Linked DNA regions of Mus musculus: regions 1, 2 and 3 are each linked to region 4. A link is a contact called in public promoter capture Hi-C data. All regions are on one chromosome and are shown on one strand. Each heading gives the region's core, a stretch centred on a gene start, on an enhancer-like site or on the middle of the called end of the contact. The rest is flanking DNA. Distances are from core to core; before and after follow the strand shown.

Evidence for each region. Promoter capture Hi-C pulls out the DNA fragments that hold promoters and counts their contacts.
Region 1: a promoter capture Hi-C map of pre-B cells shows a contact between it and region 4. The contact joins the promoter of Lrrc40 here to the promoter of Tyw3 in region 4. A contact is called at or near these places in 3 of 39 promoter capture datasets (cranial neural crest, liver and pre-B cells) and 2 of 484 Hi-C or Micro-C datasets (CD4 T cells and pre-B cells).
Region 2: a promoter capture Hi-C map of pre-B cells shows a contact between it and region 4. The contact joins the promoter of Ankrd13c here to the promoter of Tyw3 in region 4. A contact is called at or near these places in 3 of 39 promoter capture datasets (cranial neural crest, liver and pre-B cells) and 3 of 484 Hi-C or Micro-C datasets (B cells, CD4 T cells and regulatory T cells).
Region 3: a contact with region 4 is called in a promoter capture Hi-C map of pre-B cells. The contact joins the promoter of Cth here to the promoter of Tyw3 in region 4. A contact is called at or near these places in 2 of 39 promoter capture datasets (cranial neural crest and pre-B cells).

The regions. Positions count from the first base shown.
Region 1 is chr3:158,035,266-158,037,965 of GRCm38.p6, reverse strand. It overlaps Lrrc40 (leucine rich repeat containing 40), which reads right to left and starts at 1,284. Exons shown (of 15, transcript NM_024194.6): 1 at 1,090-1,284. The coding sequence starts at 1,240. It overlaps Srsf11 (serine and arginine-rich splicing factor 11), which reads left to right and starts at 1,360. Exons shown (of 13, transcript NM_001379531.1): 1 at 1,360-1,450. The coding sequence starts at 1,361.
Region 2 is chr3:157,945,678-157,948,377 of GRCm38.p6, reverse strand. It overlaps Ankrd13c (ankyrin repeat domain 13c), which reads right to left and starts at 1,378. Exons shown (of 13, transcript NM_001013806.2): 1 at 422-1,378. The coding sequence starts at 851.
Region 3 is chr3:157,923,599-157,926,338 of GRCm38.p6, reverse strand. It overlaps Cth (cystathionase (cystathionine gamma-lyase)), which reads left to right and starts at 1,276. Exons shown (of 12, transcript NM_145953.2): 1 at 1,276-1,473. The coding sequence starts at 1,309. It overlaps 1810013D15Rik (a long non-coding RNA gene), which reads right to left and starts at 1,131. Exons shown (of 6, transcript XR_867796.2): 1 at 993-1,131; 2 at 93-236.
Region 4 is chr3:154,595,629-154,598,429 of GRCm38.p6, reverse strand. Tyw3 (tRNA-yW synthesizing protein 3 homolog (S. cerevisiae)) reads left to right here and starts at 1,332. Exons shown (of 6, transcript NM_172474.5): 1 at 1,332-1,577. The coding sequence starts at 1,404. Cryz (crystallin, zeta) reads right to left here and starts at 1,719. Exons shown (of 9, transcript NM_009968.4): 1 at 1,146-1,719.

The DNA.
Region 1 (2,700 bases), core at 35-2,534, 3.4 Mb before region 4:
CATAACATTCAGCTTTTTTCCTAGACCTACATTCCAGAGCCTTCCACATTCTAGCCATATAAAATAGTTCAAATATCCTAGGAACCATGTAGTCAGATTTATCCACTTTCTGGGTACCAATTTCTATTCTACTCTTCTTTCCAGACGCTGTGGTAAAATACCATAACAAAGAACCTTAGAGAAAAAGTTTATTTTAGCTCATAATTTCATTTGCAGGCCATCAGTCAAGATGGCAGGAACTTGGAACAGCTACTCACAACACAACTACAATCAAGAGCAGAGGGAGAAATGAATTAAGGCACGCACACTTTTTTATACGACTCAACCTTTGGATTCAAGACCCAACTTAGGGAATGGCACAACCCACAGTGGGCTAGATCTTCCTACATCAATTATCAATCAAGACAGGTCTTCATAGACGTTCTTCATAGAGAACATGATCTAAATAATCCCTCATTGATTGTGTCAACTTGACACAAGTAATCATCACATTCAGTAAGCATACACATAATGTCTTTACTTAGTCAACCTTACAGATACATAAGTACATTATTAGAAGTGGAAGATTTTAATCAATGCAAGTAGAAAAAAATATTACAGAAAGAATGCTTCACTTCTCAATCCTCTCTTTGTCTCTGTCCTCTCCTACCAAACACATACACTACAAAGGTATTTATTTATACTTAGTAATATGTAGATTTGTGCTTGTTGATCATTCATAGGTTTCTCAGGATGTTCTCAAATTCATATACTCCGCAGCATTTACTCTGAATTAGTACTTAGGATAAGGAGTATGTTTGTCATTGGGATTTTCCTCAAGTGGAAGAAAAAAAAAGGCTAGGCTTGAAAGAAAATTATTCTAAGCTCACAGAGGGGAGCTGGTAAAACGAAAATAAGAGGAAGGCGAATCAAATACCTGCCTATCCTCTATCTCACAGCGAATTTACTCCCAAACTACGATGTTTATCCCGTATTCTGTGGACATCTCAGTGAACACTTCGAGTAAGTCAAGGCCAGTCTTAGCAGGGCCACGGAGCAGGCGCGGGTGGGTGCACAGGGGACCAAGAGGATGTTCGCGCGCTGCCTCACCTTCCCCGAGGTTCCTTCCCGCCAAGTTGAGTTGGCCGCTGCTTCTCGCTGCCTTCAGCAGGCCCTGGGGAACAGAGGGGCCTCTGTCCTTGCCCTCCGCGTGGAATCCCGCACGAGGGTCAAACCTAGGGGCTCTCAGCTGGCGCGACATATTCAAAAGCTCACACCGGAAGCCCCGACCACGGCTGTGACGTTTCAAGGTGCCATGGCTGGATAACCCCGCCCCTTCCGCCTCACAGTAATCCGGGCCTTGCCCTAGCTGCGCGCGCTGATGTCGTCACCGCCAGCTCCCGGGACCGCAGGACCGACGAGCCCTTCCGTTGCCCTCACCAACCTCGCCCTCAGGAGAAACTTCTTTCGGGTAAGTGCGTCTAACGGGCTGAGAGGTCCTCGTGGGGGGAACATGGGCTCCCTAGACAGCGCGGTCGGGCATGGCTGCGCTACCCAACGTCGCATCAGAACGTGGCGGCGTCGAAACCTGAGGCGCGGCCTGTGGCCCTGGGCGCCAGGCCTGGGGATCGCTGAGTTCAGTGCGGTGATCGAATTGATCCCGGAGAACAGGATGGCGAGTGACACGAAGCTTGGCCCTTAAGCTTAAGTACCCACCTGACAGCTAAAAGCTGTGGTGAAGGGCTCGGACTTCGAATCCTGCTCGCTTACAGACTAACTTATGCAGTTGGTCCCACGCTTACGAAGCTCATTTTTCACTGATTTACCGATAATCCAGTCTTAAGAAGTTTTAAAAATAACTTCGGATAATGAAAATGTAAATACTGACCTGGCATGGTGGCGCACGTCTTTAATCACAGCACTAGATTAGGCAGAGTCAAATGGATCTCTTGAATTGGAGGTCAGCCAGGTCTACACAGCGAGTCCAGGACAGCCAGAGCAACAGAGAAACAGTCTCAAAAAAGAAAAAAGGAAAAAAAAAAGAAGAAGAAAGAAAGAAAGCAAAGAAAATTTAAATGCGTAGTTTTGTTGTAAATACAAAAAAGAAAATTTTATTTAATAAGTAGCGATTTCCTGCTTAGTTTTTCCTGGAGTTTACAAAGTATTGATATATTTTCCCAAACGAAGAAGTAGCCCTCAACTATCCAGGGCTGGGGATATAATTCCCTAACGTGGGCAGGGCCGTGAATCCTGTGTCCAGCGCAGACCAAATTCTTTGACTGAAATTGATTTTCTATTACATTCCTCTTTAAGTTTAGTGTTTCTTTTTGCACACGTGAATAGGGTTTCACGTGCCCTGGTGCCTCAGGAGGTTAGAGAACAACTTGAGGGAGTGGGTTTTTTTTTCCACCAACCTGCAGAGCCATCTCACCAGTATGAAATGGTTATGAGTCTGGGGGATGTTTAGAGATTCACTAGAATGCAGCGCCCAGCCACCTCAGTCGGGTTTATAAAGGCAAAGAATGCAAAATTACAATGTGTTTATGTTCAAGCAGAACAAATTTATTTACAGGAACATCAGTTAAAAATATATATCCTTAGCAGTCCTTAACATAGGAGGTCTAATTTTGCCTAACTACAGAGATTTTTAACTTTTAAACATAGTTAGCCATCAACATGTCAGCCATCACAGAAATGAGTTTTTAAATTAATTTGTTTTCT
Region 2 (2,700 bases), core at 129-2,628, 3.3 Mb before region 4:
TAAATGCGGACACATTTCAGTATGGCTTTCAAAAACCAGTGTTTACAGCACGAGGTCAGTGACGGATAAAAACTCACATCTATCTGCGCGTACCTGGGCGGTGAAGACCGGCAAGAAGGGAGGGAGGGAAAAAGGAAACGTTCCCTAAAACCCAGAAGACCTGCCTGGATGTGAGATAGCCCGACCTTTTGGCACTCGCAAAGACTGCCGCAGAGAAAATGCAACCTGTCCCGAAATGCTCAGGTGGAAAAGAAGAAAACATCCTTGCTGCACCCTGACCCCTGGCACGCTCGCTGCACCTGAAAAGACTCGAGGTTTTCCGCCAGAGGAAAACACGGTGCGGGAGAAGGGACCGGGAACCCGGAGGCCAACGGTCACCCCCACCCCACCTCCGAGGGGACGGAAATTAGGCAAAGCTCACCATGATTATCTTTCTGTCCGATATTGTGCGTGCGGATGAGCGAGGACAGTCTCCTCACGTCCCCCTTAAAGACGCACTCGTGGACCGGGTAGAGCGAGGGGCAGCCGCCTCCGTCAGCGACTAAAGCGGGGTTGCTGCCGCCCAGGCAGGCCGGGGCAGGGCAGGTGGCAGTCACTGCGTTGTGCTGCGGCGGGGCCGGAACGCCGGGGCCCGGAACGGCGGGCGCCTTCAGCTGCAGCCGGTGGTGGTGGCTGAAGATCTTATGGCAGGCCTTGCCGCCCTTGCCGCTGCCGCCCGGTCCGCTTCTGCCCCCGGTGAAGGCGCCGCCGAGCGCGGCTGTCGCCTCCTCCTCGCAGGGCTCCAGCACGTCCCCGTCCTCTTTGCTGGGCTTGTGGTCCCTCCGCAGGGAGCGGATCTTCTCCCCGGTCATAGCCGCCGCGGCGCGCGGGACAGGCTCCGGGAGGCTCACCGCGGGCCGAGCCGGCGCGGCGGCGGCGCCGGGCGATTAGAGCGGCGGCCGCGAGCCTAGCACGCAGCATGAACTCCCGGGGCGACCGCGGGTCCGCGACACGCGCATCTCCCGGAGGCGGCGGCCCTCGTCTCGGACGAGGAAAGCCGCAGCTCAAGAGACCACGACCGCACGACGCCCGGCGCCGCCGCCGCCGCCTCCTCCTCACTCGGAAAGACCCGGCGCAGCCATCTTTCCCCGGCTCCTCTCGCGAGAGCTTCGGAGGAAACGCCGCCGCGGAGTGTTAGAGGGCCGCTTCTGCGCTTGGGTCAGGGTCCGGGCAGCGCCCGCGCTCCTCTCGCACAGGGTTCCACCCTGGGCCGGGCCCTGCGGCTGAATTCAGACCCAGACTCAGAGCTCTGACCTGGTGCTCTGGGCCTTCGTAAAGGAGGAGGTCAACGGCAGTTACGAACTCTAGCTTAAAGGCTGAAACCCTGTTTGTCAACCTCCCTCAGAACGACGTAGGAAGACACCACCGGATATCGGACGTGACGTCACTCAGCTGCGCTGGACCTTCAGTAAACACTCGCTAAGACTCTGCTGGGTTCCCTAACCTGTGCAAGGACTTGCTCAGGCTGGCAAGGCTGTAGGCGAGGAGAGATGGCCAGTTATCCTGGAGGAATCTAGGGCCTGACTTTGGAATTCAAAGGCTGTTTATTACACCGGGAATGGAGGATTTTTCAAACAGCTGTTAGTTGAGTGTATTTGGGACAAACGTCAGAGTTAAAGTATGTGGAGGATGCTTACTTGAGGAAATGGAGTAATTGTTTTTAAATAAGTGGGCAGTAACCCGGGTGAGAGATGATGAAAGCATGCTCTGGGATACAGTGAATCCGGAAAAAGCTTAAGACTCCTTTAAAAATGAGTTCAAATTTAGCATATTGAAGTTGGAGGTCCTTGGTGTTTTTACACAGAGTGCTAGTTATACAGTTTGGAATTTTGGACATAAATTCTTTGGAAGTAGGAAACGGATCTTAGATCAGATTCAGGAATTGCACAGTAACCCAGCGAAATAAAATGGTGTAGAACAAAAGTGCCATAAGACGTATAGAATGAATAGTCGAGGTAGTGAGTGGGAATCAAAGCACTGTGTGTGTGTGTGTGTGTGTGTGTGTGTGTGTGTGTGATGAAATTGTGAACATTTAGAAAACTAAACTGAACATGGTGGCTCACATCAATAAGTTCCAGCACTCCAGAAACTGAGGAAGGGCAAAAGGATTGATCACATGGATTCAAGGCTAGCCTGAGCTACAGAGTGAATGCTGTCCCAAAATTAGTAGATGGACCAGTGACATGACATGCCACTGAGCATTCAATCCCTGGGACCCACATGGTAAAAGAAAAGAACCCATTCCAACAAATTGTCCTCTGGTGCATACCCACACACACACACAAAATTAGTCTTAAAAAAAAAAAAAAAAAACAGTAAATAGTAGGTAGGCAGCCAAAATCATGTACCTAATTACTGGCTGCTACCTCTTGATGGATGTTAAAACTCCTAAGTGTTCTTTCAGTGAAATCAAACACCATGAACATTTTTTTTTAAGACAACCTATTGTGGTGGTATATGCTTACAATCCCAGCACTCGGGAAGTAGATACAGGAAGGTTGCCTCAAGTGACTGTTCTCAAAAAACAAACATCTCATCCCTTTAAACTTTGAGGTTTAAGGCTTATAGTATGTAATGGGTAGGGACATCAAAATATGAGTACTATTAAAGATATTTAGTACAAGAAAAATGTAAATTCTGAGATTCTGTAACATCCCAATA
Region 3 (2,740 bases), core at 27-2,526, 3.3 Mb before region 4:
GGCTTACCAACTGTACTTAGAACTGGACTCAGAACTGTTTCAGGCCCTTCTACTCCTCGGTGTTTTCTGTGATCTCATCAAAATGTACTTACGTCTTTAGAGATGGCTCAGGGAGCAAGAGCATTGCCCGCAGGAGCATTGGTTCCAGAGCACCAGGGCTTGGCTTTCTCTCCCACACGCAGATCACATCTGTTTCCAAATGCAGTTCCAGGGGAATCCAACAGCCTTTCTGACCTCTGTAGACATCAAGTATGCATGTGGTGCAATACACACACACACACACACACACACACACACACACACACAAACACATCGTTAAAATATACTCAGGCTGAGAACATACTTTAAAAGGAGAAATACTAATCAAGCAAGCATGGTAACCCGTTAGTGTTTCAGAGGCTACCCGCTTCCCCTGTGCCTCTGGCAGTGTACACTTGGTTCTGGAAGGTGATTGTGTCTGGAGCTAATTTGAAAAGCATACTGATTGTGTTTGCTCTTCGTAGCTTTTCCAAACCGTAGCTTTTAAAATCAGTTGTTTATTCCTTAACACCTTCCAAATTCGTTCAACAGTGTTTCAAAGTTTTAGGTTCGGGCTGGTGAGATGGCTCAACAGGTAAGAGCACCCGACTGCTCTTCTGAAGGTCCTGAGTTCAAATCCCGGCAACCACATGGTGGCTCACAACCATCCGTAACGAGATCTGACTCCCTCTTCTGGTGTGTCTGAAGACAGCTACAGTGTACTTACATATAATAATAAGTAAATATAAATAAATCTTAAAAAAAAAAAACAAAAAAAAAAACAAAGTTTTAGGTTCGACTTCCCAGGTACAGAAACTCCTTAAATTCCCCAGTTCTCGGACAAGGTGTAAAATTAGGTCAAAGCTACGTCTTTTTGGGAGCAAAGCTTGGGCCTTAAGGCCTGATCTTGGCCAGAGTAGAGACGCGGGCGCTGGTGGCACAGCTGTGGCGGTCCTCAGATCCGAGGGAAGCACCTGCCTGCGTGACCCTTGCCGGAACTCTGGGGCCACGCGAGGCTGCTGGAGGTTGCGTCCCTATCCTGCAGACAAAGGGGATCTCTGGGCTGAGTGCTGCACCTCAGTGCTGAGGTGTCCCACGTGGGCACTGCTCTGTGCCACTGGGAGGCGGGGCAGGAACGATCGGGGCAACACCTCCACTGCCGACCAATAAGCAGGGCCGCTGCCTAGGGACCAGCGATGATTGGTTGCGTCGGCCCCTCCCCACCCTGGATATAAGCGCCAAAGTCCAGAAGGTTTTAGCCAAAGCAACACCTCGCACTCCTGCCCCAGCATGCAGAAGGACGCCTCTTTGAGCGGCTTCCTGCCTAGTTTCCAGCATTTCGCCACTCAGGCCATCCACGTGGGACAAGAGCCTGAGCAATGGAATTCTCGTGCCGTGGTGCTGCCCATTTCGTTGGCCACCACATTTAAGCAGGACTTCCCGGGCCAGTCCTCGGTAAGCAGCCGGGCAGGGCTGGGCTGACTGTGGGAGCGCTCGGGACATGCGCTCTCTGCGATTTTCAGTTAAAAACCAGAACTGTAAGTTGTTGAATTCTGTAGCATCGAAGCTACCTGCAGCCAGTCCTACTTTGAAAAATGAAGGCTCTTGGGCTGGTGAAATGGCTCAGCAGTCGTGCTGACTAGTTTTATATCAACTTGACTCAAGCGAGAGAGGAGGGGACCTCGATTGAGACAATGCCTCCAGTAGATCAGGCTGCAAGCAGGCATTTTCTTAATTAGAGATTGATGGGGGAGGATAAGTCCATGGTGGGTGCCCCCCCCCCCCAGGCTAGTGGCCCTGCGTTCTATAAGAAGTTGGGTGAACGAGCCAGTAAGAAGCCACCTCTCCGTGGCCTCTGCATTAGTTCTTGCCTCCAGGTTCCTGTCCTAACTGCTTTCCATGGTGAACTGTTAAATGGAAGTAAAATAAAAAACTCTTTCCTCCCCAAGTTGGTTTGGGCATGGTGTTTATTACAGCAGGTATATAAAGGTGCTTGTCACCAGACCTGACTACTATAATTCAATCCCATAATCTATAGGATGGAAGGAGAGAACCAACTCCTGTAGTTGTTTTTTTTTTGTTGTTTGTTTGTTTGTTTTTGAGACAGGGTTTCTCAGTGTAGCCCTGGCTGTCCTGGAACTCACTTTGTAGACCAGGCTGGCCTCGAACTCAGAAATCCGCCTGCCTCTGCCTCCCAAGTGCTGGGATTAAAGGCATGAACCACCACCTTAGTTGTTCTTTGATGCACCCAAAGGCTTGCACTCTCCCTCTCTCTCCTTCTCTCCCCCCTCCCTCTCTTCTCTCTGTCCCCAGTCTCTTTCACCCACTCCGTCCCTCTCTCCCTGTCCTTCTCTTCCTCCCTCCCCCCTCAGTCTCTTTCTCTTTCTCCTCTCTCTCACACACTAAACAATGAAAATCCTAGAATTAAGATTAGTTTCAGTCGGTATGTTCAGTTAATAGCTAATGTGTATTTATGTACCAAGTGCGTACTTAAAATCTATGTGTGTTACATGTAGAGTCTCACTGAAGGTTAACAAGAAGGATCCTAGCCTGAACTAAGGTCTCAAGTGTTCAAACTGAGATAGCTGAGATAATAGGGTTATAAGATTTAATTTATCTTGAACCCCTCCCTTCTGCAACTGACTCCATGGTGCTGCACTGTAACTGAGCTATGTAATAGTTCAAGCCATTTCATCATCTAAGCCAGCAGTTCTCAACCTCT
Region 4 (2,801 bases), core at 83-2,582:
GATATGTTAGACGTATGTATATCTTAACATAGAGTTAGTGAGTCAACTCTCAAACTCAAGAGGAAAGACATATTACTAATGAAGTGCAGAGGGCCAAGGTTAGGGCTAGCGGCAAGGAACACTTGTTATCCTCTTGCTGAGGGCTTCATTTGGCTTTCCAGCACCAACTTGGTGACTCAGGCTCGAAACCTATTCTAACTCCAGTCCCAGGAGATCTAATACCCTCTTCTGTCCTTTGAGTGCACCAGGAATACACACGGTGTGGAAAAAAGAGCAAAATAAAATAAAATTGATTTCTAGAGAGAGTTTTAAATGAAGACTAAAAAAGAGGCCTCATAGTTATAAAATGTACTGCCACTGTTCCAGAATGGCTCATGGAAGCTTGTGGCTTACTATTAACTTGGAAACACGAATAAATGATGAAAATTAAAGTATCCAGTCCAAGTCTTCTGGCTATATGATGTTGTCACGGTCTTGCTTTCACACTGATCACTCTGTACCCCTGCAGCATCTCATGGACAGGGCAGGCCCCGCTTCAGTGTGACAGAATGCTGCTTGCTACAAGCTGCATTTCCTAGGGCAGGAGCCAGCGGGGAGTTATGGTGGCTTCAGGGGCTCGAGGTGGACACGAAGTCCACACAGTGGCCTCTGCACTTTCAATCATTAACAGGTCTTTTCTGGTCACAAGACTGAGGCAGGAACTCTGGGAACTGTAAATGCGCAAGATGTAGTTAACAATGTATTAGGTTTTTCTAACTCTGTCCCTCTCTGTGTCCCTCTGTCTCTGACTCTCTCTAGGTCTCTCTTCTTTCTTTTGAAGACTACTGTAGGTGGGTGCCACTATGTCTAAAAATAGGAATAACAACGCCCACTGCATACACACCGGAGGACAGAACACAGACCTCCTCTACCTGCACCTGGGAAGTTGTGAACCCGGAGTTGGGGCGCGAGTGCCTGGGTGGCGGCAGAAATCCCCAGGCATCAGTAGGCAGCTACCCCAGTCGGAACCACCGGCCGCCTGCTGTGCAGTTCTCCAGTGCAGATAGATCTCCTGGAGCCTAGAACTTGAAAGAAAGAAAAAAAAAAAAAAAAAAGCCTCCCGGCAGACAAGAGTAGGACCTTGCTTGCGGTCCTGGGTGACTTACCCTCCTCTAGAGTAGGAAACAAAACCTCCTAAGCTCCAGAAGGTCTGTGGGGAAAGAGGTGGGCTGGCTTTCCCTAACTTCGCTAGGCTCCCCCTCTCGGTTTACGCCTGTACGGTCTGGCGGCGCACGTCTTGCTCCTGGTTGCGCCAATGGGGAACTTTGGTCCTCTCCGGCCACCGTGGCGGCAATATGGCTGCGCCCATGGAGAAGAAGGCGCATTCCAGAGCAGAAAGCCGACCCCAGCTCGCTCGCTCGCTCATGGACCGTAGCGCGGAGTTCGGCCGGTGGAAGGCGCAGAGTCTGAGCAAGGCGGACCTTAGCCGCAAGGGCAGTGTGGACGAGGACGCGGTGGAGGTGGTGGAGCTCCTGAACTCGCGGGAAGAGTTTTTCACCACCAGCTCCTGCGCAGGGCGCATCCTCCTTCTGGACGGGGTGAGGCCCGGGCCGGGGGAGGCTGTGCAATGCTAATGCGTCCTCCGGGTGATGGTGGAGCTAGCTTAAGTGGCGAAGGCTGGGGATTGGATTTACAGAGCGCTGGAGGAGCTCGAGTCTCCAAGTCCCTTCGGTCACGCTCGCCCTCGAGCCGCGCTAACCCAATCACTGTCGCTATGAGATGGGCGCCCGAAGGTTAAGGGGTCGCTGCCCCCTGGTGGCCGGTGTCATTATTACAGCCCTGGGCATTTTAGCTCTAAATGAAACAGTACTGTAGATACATGGTCAAAGCCCCTGGCTGCACGCTCTCATCCTCTTCCTGTCCCACAACACAGGATAACTAGACAACACGTGAAATAGGGTAATTTATTTCCAACATTTCTCATCGTGCCTGGCCCCATATTGCTGGTTAAAAGTCGCTAGGTTCCGCTTGGTTCTTCACGTACTGAAGTCCCAGATTATCGAGGTCTGTTCATGTTTATATTGCTTCCACCACTCCCGTTCTGTTCATGGACACTCTTGCTCACAAGCTAGCTGCCCACACCTCTTCTACAACTGCCCTGCCTGGGTTTATTCAGACGAGTCTCCAAAACACTGTTGTCTCTTCTCCAAGCCATGTTTCACAACACATTCATATGTATATGCATATGAGGGATGCATACACATATATGTATAATATATTTATAAATGTATAAATATATATGTATATACTATGTGTAAAATATCTATAATGAAAACATATTATAATTATGATTATACAAAATATAATCATAATAGAATATGATATATATTTTATATATTTTCATTTTTAAGCAGAATTTACTTTAGAAAATCCAAATTTATATTGTTCTGTAACCTGCAATCCTTTCCTCATTTTAACCAACTGCCAAGATTGAACTATTTTCTTTAGTTACTTGTCTTTGTCTTGTTCCTGTTCTTCATTTAGGAGTGGCAGAGTACTGAGAACCGAACTTAGGGTCTCGATCATGCTCAGCAAACACTCTACCACTGAGTGAAACTTCCAGCCTCCTCCCTACCTTTTGTTTTTTTTTTTTTTTAAACCTTCTAAAACAGGATCTTTCAAAGCTGCATAGACTGATCTTGAACACATTTAATAGACCAAGAACTCCTGGAACCTGTGGTCCTCCTGCCTCAGCTTCTGGAGTAGCTGTCCTATAATGCTTCCCCTATATCTACATAGCTGAGACACGACTCTCCAAGCTC